2 separate regions of the Drosophila melanogaster genome follow, and region 2 is linked to region 1. The links are chromatin contacts, called in public Hi-C maps. All regions are on one chromosome and are shown on one strand. The core of a region is the stretch at or near the end of the contact, and the rest is flanking DNA. Distances in the headings are between cores, read along the strand shown.

Region 1 (5,106 bases), core at 1,233-3,732:
AGGACGTGGATCCCTTGCGTTTCTTTTTGCGCCGCTTTTTCAAAGGTCCAATGTCCTGTTAAAGAATACTGCATTAGGACTCTCTAATTAGGGAATATTTTAATACTTACTGCTAAAACTCGCTTTTCCTTGGGCTCCCGAGGAGTGTATTTTTTTGTAGAAACTGTTGCATTGTTGCTCTTGATACGGGAGCTTAGATCCGCAACGCTCTCTAGCTTAGTGTTTAGCAATTTTTCTGCCCAACTGCGCACCACATCCCAGCACTCAGAGTCACCTCCTGTCGATGGTAAGCCACCCAAACTGGAGGCACTAGTTAGCTGACTCGGGTCCGAATTGGAATCACCCGCTACGATCTGCTCCGTCTTGCACAGCTGCGGCAGTTGCGGGGGCGTCAGCTTGGTGGTTTTCCGCATTGCCGCATAACAATAGCGAGAGTTTCCACGCGTCCCTAATCTCCGAGGACGAACGCCCGGAAATACCTGCTTCATCACCTTGCCGAAGTCTGCTGTGGACAGAGGTTTGATGCTGAGGCGTTCGCAATAAGCTCTATAAATGAATGGTGAAATAAACCAATTATTAATTTTAGGGCTATGCTAAAAAAAAAATGCTAGTAATAGTATGATTATTCAACTGATTTGCAGCATTTTTGTATATACAATACATATTTAGACTTCTCAAGCGAAAAATGAATGAAATACATTTTCACTGTTACCGTCTTAGTTTCAATAATGCTTTGAATAAGAATGAAAAGAACTCACATGTAATCATTGTACACATCCTGTTTTGGTATGGAGACCTGTGCATCGTGCTCCAGATGGGAACGCACCCAATTAATGGTATGGTTAATCTCCGAGCGCGTTCCTAGTGGATTTTGTGGCTGCCTCAACGGATCGGTGTCTGCGCATTCGCCAGGCAAACGAAGATAGAGGAATAGCTTCTCAATGGGCTTTAGTCCCGAGACACGCTCTAGAATCTGTGAAATCTGCAGCTTCGCATTGTCGCTGAACGGGAAGACGCACACAAATTAGCAAGGATAAACATAGGATTCTTCAAACAACACTTACTCCAAGCTGGTCTCAATCACCTGCAGCACCCTTCTCATCTTCTCCTCACTGGGAACTGATCCCGCTGAGTTGGAGTTGCTCAAAGCATTCATTACGTTTTCAGCAATGGTGGAGTTTATCACTCCACTGGCCGCTGGAACGCCCTCGTTCGGATGCCGTGGACCAGCTATTGTTGGGGTCGAAGGAGCAGCTGTCGCTGGAGTCGTGGTGACTGGTACTGGCGCCGATGGCACTCCCGCAGTAGCTCCGCCCATAGCGTGCATGATCTTGCCCAGACCCAGTTGCTGGGCTGTGCTAAAGCTGAAGGCATTGGCAAAGGCCAGGCCAGCAGCATTTGCACTCGCCGTGGCAAAGGGATTCGGAGTAAGTACGGAAGTGGAGACACCTCCACTGGCGCTGGTGGCATTGGAAAACGGAGGCGGCACAAAGCCGCTGGGCGTGGCTACAGGTACAGGTACATGGGTGTGACTCGTGGGCGAGATCTGGGCAGAGGCAGGTGCTCCGCCGACAGGGCCCACGGGCGTAATGGTCAAAGGAGAGCCCTTTGCATGGATAGCAGGTCCTTGAAATCTGGTTGCGCTGTAGACTATATCCGCGGGCTGTAGGCTGCAGTTCCCATAGGGATTGGCGTTGGGTTTCTGGAGGGGTAGTGCCACAGGGATCGGTTGAGGTATGGGAATGGAATTGGAGACTGGTGCTGTTGTTGCTGCTGGCGCCGCTGATTTCGTCCACTGCGCACCCAGCTGGCCGTGCTTCTCGGACATGTTAGGTGCTAGTGCTAGCGGCGCCTCCGTTTCCCTCCGCCTGCTGCTGCTCCCTCGTTGTTTTCTGCCTGCTGTGGTTTCTGGCCAAGATTAAGGGCGCTTCCGCTGCCAGGTTACGTAGGTGGCTGCCTGTGTGAGTGCTGGACTGCGTTCTATTGAGTGTGTGTGTGCCTTAGGAGATGGAGATTGCCGAGTCGATAACTGGCGCGACGAACATTTTGACGGCTGCGACGGACGAAGATACGGATGCCAGATATAGTTGCTTTCCCATTTTCCCGTCAGGCGGGAGTGCGCTGGGCGTGGGACGTGAAAGTGCGTGGCGTTCTTTACTGCCAACGAGCATGCGATTTTCCCAGATACGCACCGATTGAACCGAAATAATCCATTTTTTAACGAGAGATAAGAAAATATCTTGCGTTCTGCGTCTCGAAAAATATGTGGCGTTGCCAGACGGCTGCATTAAGAAATGTGCTTTTTTTGCCAGAGCTTTCGGATGTAAACACGGTGTTGTATTTGCGATTTCGCATAAATAAATGAGTAAATTACTAATAATTTGTATATAATTTGCAGATTCACCTTACGCAATGTTAGCTTGTATATGATAAACATGCAACGCTAGTCTTTTAGTGATCTTGCTGTCATCGTTATCGCCACTGGTCAAAAAAATGAGCCATAGAGAACTGGTTCCTAGCTAAATTAAATCTTTGGTGAGATGTATTGTCAGTATTGGACATAATATTTTCTATTGATAAGGCAAATTTAAGCGCATTAGGCCTTTTTTTAAATAATATTTAATGTAAGACGTTGGTATTTTTATGATTGAATTCTTTACTCTATCTAAATATACGTAAATATGAAAGAAATATATAAATATATATATAATTGTTTTCATAATATTTGAATATTTGAAGTATTAATATTTTCTTTCTCATTTTACAAGTTGTTTGTGTTTATAGGCACACTGGGGAATACTTTCAGTTATCATATCATATCGTTTAGCCATGGTTAAAGGAACAAATATTTCCAATGTATTGTCACAAGCAGCAAACATGTTTATCAGATATTTAACCAAAAATCCGCTTCCCGGAACCAGCAAAATGAACCACATCGTGTTCGCCGATGCTATGCAGCCCTGGTAAGGAAAATGGCGATGTCTTTTCGTTTCTTTTTTCAGTCGCTTTACACAACACTTTAGCAACACAAATTTTAACACTACAATACTACGCGAGCGGTTCTTTAAATTAAATTTCGAGCAGGATTCCAGAATGCGCGTCGAGCTTACCCCACAGACGTGCCGGGTCTGCCTGGCGCAGAGTGAGCGACTGCAGCGCCTAGACGAGATCCGCGAGGAAGGCGAGGAATCGCCGAACGAGATGTTGATTCAACTTTTGGGAGTCTCATACAGCAATGTAAGTGAATCGCTAGAGCTGGCAATGCGAACTGACCATTCATCCATCCATCCCTCATGCAGCTGAACGACAGAGAACACATACCCGATGGCATCTGCAAGTCCTGCAAGGTCGAACTCAACATGGCCTACCAGTTTCGCGAGAAGGCGCTGCGCAAGCAGATGGAGATTGAGGAGTACTGCCGGGAACTGGGCTTGCTGGACGAATCAGATGTGATGATGATCAAGGAGGAGGACGGCTCGCAGCAGCAATGCGACGAGGAGATGTACATCCTGGAGGAGACCACCACCGGGGAAGAGGAGCACCAGGAAGAAAAGGGGCACGAGGAGTACTTGGAAGTGGACACCAGCGATCAGCAGGAGTGCATTGGCGACACCATCGAGTACTTGGAGGACAACTACACCATCGAGATGAACTCCGATCAGACCGAGATCGTCCTGGAGTCTGAGAAGCAGTACGAAGAGACACCATCGCAGCAGTTGGCGCTGCAGGAGGCGGCCAAGGCAAGCCTGAAGGCGCGGCGCGGCCGGGTTCGTCGCGGATTAAACTCCCTAACAACATCGGACGGCACTGAGAAGGGTGGCTATATCTGCGACGTCTGCGGAAACTTTTACGAAAAGCGCGGCCGGATGATGGAGCATCGCAGACGCCATGACGGCATCTGCCAATATGCATGCGAGTAAGTCGAGTCGGTAAATTTCATATTAAAGCGATAACCCTAATCCCGCCTTCACAGACTATGCGATGCCAAGTTCCAGGTGCGCGAGCAACTGAGGAAGCACATGTACTCCCACACGGGCAGCAAACCCTATAAGTGCAGCTTCTGCAGTCGTCAATTCTTCTACGAAAGTGTTCTCAAGTCTCATGAAAAGTGAGTAGAAATGTTATTCTCACGGAGAGGCCTCAAAATGGGCCATTTAAATATATTCCTAGTTCGGGACAGAGATAACTAACTTTTCTTTTTCCGATCAGTGTTCACCGTGGCATCAAGCCCTACGTGTGCAAGGTGTGCGACAAAGCGTTTGCCTACGCTCACTCCCTGACCAAGCACGAGCTCATCCACTCGGACATCAAACTGTACCGCTGCGATTATTGCAACAAGGACTTCCGTCTGCTGCATCACATGCGCCAGCACGAGGAGACCAAACTGCACCAGAACGCCGTAATGCTGGCCGAGAGCATGAAGGTGGAAATGGTGGCCGAGCAGGGGGGCGGGAACGAGATCCGAATTCAAGCTCACTGACGCAATCAAATTCAGTAGAGTATACTGTCTTATTTCCAGATATAATCCCTTATAATCAGTAATACTAGCTTAAACGCTAACGGATAGCGTATTCATAGTTGTAAGAATGAACTTCATACGTAAATAAAGGTTATTTTTGTTAAAAATAGAATATCAAACGTATGTGATGTTTTAGCAGCATGTGGAATTTGGTTCATAAAATTAATTTATTTGATAATTTGAATACATACAATACAATACAATACAATTTGAAATGTAACACGCCCGAGAAAATCTGGCAATCTAGTTGTACGCTAGTTGGTAAAAGTCACAACTGGCCGTAGTTATTTCCACAATCAATGTTCGCAATGTGTGTGCGCGGGAAGCTATGCTGAAAATTATGCAATAAATATGGGTGGCTTCATGACGCCGTGGGTATATAAAATGAAATTGGAAAAAACCCAATTTGCACCTAGCGCATGCAAAGCACCAACAAATGTACAATATCAAAGGAAGTTCCGAAATTACATGACTTGAATGCGTTTTTTTTTTTCATTGGCCGCTTGTCTCCTTTTTTGAACTCCCCCGTGTATCATATCATCATTTTAGCGGAAACAAAAAATGTTCTTATGGACTGGTAAAGCCTT
Region 2 (4,720 bases), core at 1,497-3,996, 1.6 Mb after region 1:
GGGATTGCGGAGTTTGGGCATGGGGGTAAAAGCCGGCCGTACAAAAGGTTTCCACTAAATTATACTAGTTGATTAGATAGTCCAGCGCCTTGTCCTTATTATTGTTGAACTTGAGTAGCGCCGCCGAGATTTTCGATTCGTCAAAACCGAGGTCCAGAAGTTCTCCCAGTGGAATAAGGTGTTCGATAATCTGAAAAGACGTCCCAGATCGGAATAATGCATTTTGCAAAAGTTTTCGAAACTGACTTACCTTCTTATCGTCGATACCGCATAGACTAACCACCTTTGCCACCCGTTCCAGAGGGAAACCCATAGTACTGATACGTTGGGCCAACTTCTGTGCCGGACCAGCCAGCTCCCTAAAGGAGTTTCTGTCCACTGCCAACTCCACCGTTGGCTGCTGCTCCGCGTTGTGACTGTGCAGGCGGGTACGACGCTTCTCCGCCTGCTGCAGCTCCGTCTTCAGCTCCCGCAGGATGTCAGGCACACTCCTTGACTTCGTGGCTACCTCGTCCTCCGACTGGCTGAGCGCATGCACGGAGGAAGGCGCTGGAGGAGCCTTCAAAAGGTTTTGAGTCCCGAATCCATTGACTTGGTAGTTGCTAAACTGTTGGAAAGAATGCTGCTGCGGAGGGTAGAAGGGCTGGTGACTGTAGCCCTGCATGTGGTACACCTGCGAAAATAATAATTAGCCCATATTTTAAATCGGAGCGTCTGAAAAAAACTTATTTTCGATTGAAATAAAATATTGGGTATCGGACTAATACTTGGTTTATAAGACCATGCTAAGATCGTACTCAAGCTCAGTCAAAATATATTACACCCTCAATTGTGGTACTAATTAGTTTGAGCAATAGCCCCACCCTCGACTTGTGATGAGTTATTTATTTTTAGGTAATCTACCTGCAAATGCTCAGAAATCATCCCGATTAAATGGTATACTGTGAGTGAATGAACAATTTCCTCTTTTATTACAATTTAATGAGTAATGAGGATTGGATTTTGAGAATACAAGGATAGTGTGACATTCAAAAGAATCAAGTTAACATATTATTAAGGCTCTTTAACTAGTTAAAAGTGTCCCACCTGAAAGTGTTCCGGTTTATGCAACGGCTGCTGGGCGGAAGCGCTGTACATGGGCGTTAGGTATTGAGCCGTGGTTGGAATGTGGCTTGGCTCGCCCCTGTCCGCATTATCATCACAGTGAACATGGAAATTGACGCTGTCGAGCGTCGCTTTGGTCTCCGCCAGCGTAGTCATTGCTAGCTCCACCGGAGCTGGCACTTCATTGCCAGATTGCTCCTCCTTGGAATGATCCTCATGCGGCGGCTCCTGCTGCTGCTGATCCTGCTGCTGTTGATCTATGCGCTTCTCCAGCTGTGTCTGGTGCAGAACCTGAGCTAGTATGTCTAGATCGTTGATGGTCTTCAGCTCGATATTGTCGAAAGGTGTGGAGTTCATATTGTACTCAAAGTCTGCGTAGTTTAGGGAGCTGTTACGCTTGTGCAGCGTCTGCGGACTGACCACTGGAGTGGTGCTCAGAATGGTGGGCTGCAAGATATTGTGAAAATTACACACACTTATTGACTTTGGTTCGTGGGAAGAGTCGCGTGACTCAGCGGTGATTGGAGGTGGTGGCTGCTGTTGCTGTTCCTCGTCCCTCTGCTCGGGCTCGTTCTTCTTTCGCTCCTTCTCGTCCTCATCCGATGACAAGTCGTCCGCACTAGGATAATCAACTGCTCCAAGCATCTCCTTCTGTCTCGCCTCCAGCGCCCGTTGGCGTTCCTCCTTGCGACGCTCCTGGCGACTGGCTCGCTCCTCGCGCTGCTGGCGACGCAGGTGGCGCCATCGTTGCGCCTGACTCAGCACGGCCCTCTCCAGCTGACAGTCATACTGGTAATCCGGATGATCCGTGTAGAAACCTTCTCGGAATTGCGACAGGCGATTGAGGGTCGCCTGCGGCAGGTGGTACACGGCAGGCGGTGGTTTGTAGCGCTCGACTATCTTGACCGGGACATCTTCCATGTTATGCTAGCGCATTCACCACGAATTTTGTTAATTAAGTTGCTACTACGCGTTTTTTTTTCTCTGTTCTCTTTTGTTGTTTCTCGAGCAGCAGCGATAGGCGATTGGTATTGTCATCGGTCACTGCTGATTCGCCAATTTCGACTAGTGTTGAATATCGTTTTTCCTTGAGATGCTCACCTAATTAGGTGTACTCAGGCTTGGTTGCGAGTTTGACAACAGCTGATATTAAATCTACCCAAATTTTCGCCAATTTGAGGGCGTATGAAAGGCTTAACAAAAATCGGAATACATTAATAGTTTCTACAGATCACGTTATACAACATAAAAAAATTAAAATTACAAAACATTTTGACATACTAAATATTTTTTGTTACCAAGGGTATCATTATTTAGTGCATGGCGGATAGTTTTAAGATCTTTATTCTAAAAAACTATTTTTGACCAAACTTTTGTTTAAAATAATCCCGCGCTTTTACAACTGAGTTTATTGAAATCATGTTCTTTCCACTAGATAAAACCAAAGTTTCTGGGAATAAATAAGGACGAAAAATGGCAGTTATGATATCTATTTTATCTCTATCTATTCTTTAATAGGTCTTAGTCCAATAATACAGCAATTTCCTATGTAATGTTCAATGTTACTTTATTTGCAGGGTATTAATTTGCTTAATGCAGTTCGACCATTGCAACCATTTTATCGATAGTTGATGCCGGGAATAGTTCATCGCTAAAGTCAAAGGCAATGTAAACAAAACAACCTGAGCAATGGACGATGCCGATGATCTGCGCATAAACCAGCAGCAGCTTATGGACGAGATTTCGGCCCTCTTGCAGAACACAGCGAAGCCGAGCGCCGCCAACGCACTGCAGCTGAATCAGGAGCTCCAGCGCCGGCTCATGCAAGTCCGGACCAAAATTCTGGCCATGTTACAAGTAGTAAGGGCCCGCTTCTCTCGGAACGAGGACATCCTGGTGCGCCGGCTGCGACCTCGTTCCCATTTCGGCCCGAATTCCCTCAATCTTAGCGGGGCGATCCTGCGGAAGGGCACGTTTCGCTTCAAGGGCAACCTGTTTTTCCGAGACATCGATGGTCGAAGCTGTCCTAACAACGAGGATTACGAGGCGCGGTGCCACACGGAGATGTTTCCCACCGACTTTGACATGCACTCCAGACATGTATGGACATTGCTAGACAAAAAGAATGTGATAATGGGTATAAAACAACAGGTGAGTGGACCCTTCGAGTGGTTCAGATTGATTGCCAAATACCCATTTAATAGCAATGAAAAGTTAAATAGCAATACTAATATTCTGTTTTATAAAAAACTCAATTCTCAGTTACTGGAGCATAGGGCCCACAGTACGAATGCGCTGCCCAGCGGAAGCCTGAAGCGCAAGCCAATCGAGCGACACTTAAGTACACTGGTAAGTCTGCTGGCAACTGCGGATAGTAGCTTCAGCATCGACTGGAACCAGATCAGCACCCTGGACTTGGAATATCGGCACTCACCATATAGCTGTGAGGCAATGTGGAGGGTCTACTTAACACCAGATCTCAGGCGAGACGATTGGTCACCCGAGGAGGACGAAACTTTACTGGCGGTGGCCACTGCGAACAGGATGCAGAACTGGGAGTTGATAGCCGCGTCGCTAGACCGACGTTCCGACTATCAGTGCTTCGTACGCTTTCATACCGCCCTACGTTTTCTGCTGGAGCCAAAGAACAGCCACCGCTGGAGCGAAGAGGACAACGATAAACTAAGGGCGATCGTTGATAGGAATACGGCAAACAGTGTAATAAACTGGAAAAAAGTCGTGGAATACTTCCCGGACAAGTCCAAATCAACGCTGATTGGTCGTTACTACTACGTGTTGCATCCTAGCATCAGTCACGGTAGGTACCCAATATATTGAATAATTTTTAATTTATTATTTCGCTCCTTTGAAACTGCAGAACCCTTCACTACCAAGGAGGACATGATGCTGTTCGCCGCCGTTGAAGAGTACAATGGAAAGTTTCACTGTTTTCCGCGTTCTCTTTTCCCAAACCGGTCGTTAACCCAACTCCGAACTCGCTACCACAATGTACTGGCACAACGCAACAAGACCGACTCCTGGTCCGTTCAGGACGACACACGGCTGATGAGCTTCGTAACGCAATACGGGGCTTCCCAGTGGCTTAACTGTGCCACGTTCTTGGGCAATCACACGCGGACCAGCTGTCGAACCCGCTTCCTAGTCATCAAGAAATTCCTTGAACAAAATCCCAATGCAAAAGTGGAAGACCTGCCACGCCGCCGATCGAAGAAGGTGTCCTTGGTTAACTCTGATAACTGGGCGCAGCGTTTGCAAGAGTGGCAAGAGGACCCAGAGTCATTAGTTAATGATAACCCCCCGAAAGGAACTCGGGTGCGCGGTCCCAAATCGAAAAAGGCTAGGATCGAGCGACAGGCAGAGAGTTTCTCAAGACTTTCGAAAGTTGATATAGAGTTCTGCAACTTCTTTAAGTTTAGTTATAATCTGACGCTGAGCACTCCAAAAACTTTTCCAGTTCCAAAAGACGTTTATAACCTTGCCTACGTGATCAGAGCTCTTGCATATAAGCCACCAATTCGACCCTCGCTCTTACAAAACATATTTATGCCAAATGATGTGCTTAAGTGCTACAACAGCATGATCCGAAACCTTCCGG

Evidence for each region. A called contact is a pair of places that touch in the nucleus more often than the background predicts.
Region 2: a Hi-C map of the Kc167 cell line shows a contact between it and region 1, with 2.5 times the contacts expected there. The contact joins the promoter of Pbp95 here to the promoter of CG9727 in region 1. A contact is called at or near these places in 11 of 107 Hi-C or Micro-C datasets (the D17-c3 cell line, the Kc167 cell line, the S2 cell line and 3 more).

The regions. Positions count from the first base shown.
Region 1 is chr3R:6,454,194-6,459,299 of dm6, forward strand. It overlaps CG9727, which reads right to left and starts at 2,483. Exons shown (of 5, transcript NM_001275389.1): 1 at 2,405-2,483; 2 at 1,065-2,314; 3 at 759-1,001; 4 at 111-546; 5 at 1-55. The coding sequence starts at 1,828. It overlaps Zif (Zinc-finger protein), which reads left to right and starts at 2,895. Exons shown (of 5, transcript NM_001275390.1): 1 at 2,895-2,963; 2 at 3,024-3,237; 3 at 3,300-3,916; 4 at 3,974-4,108; 5 at 4,210-4,629. The coding sequence starts at 3,094. The coding sequence ends at 4,480.
Region 2 is chr3R:8,011,045-8,015,764 of dm6, forward strand. It overlaps Pbp95 (PSEA-binding protein 95kD), which reads left to right and starts at 2,747. Exons shown (of 3, transcript NM_141503.4): 1 at 2,747-3,255; 2 at 3,367-3,922; 3 at 3,983-4,720. The coding sequence starts at 2,794. It overlaps CG10435, which reads right to left and starts at 2,157. Exons shown (of 3, transcript NM_141502.3): 1 at 1,087-2,157; 2 at 251-673; 3 at 1-190. The coding sequence starts at 2,025. The coding sequence ends at 65.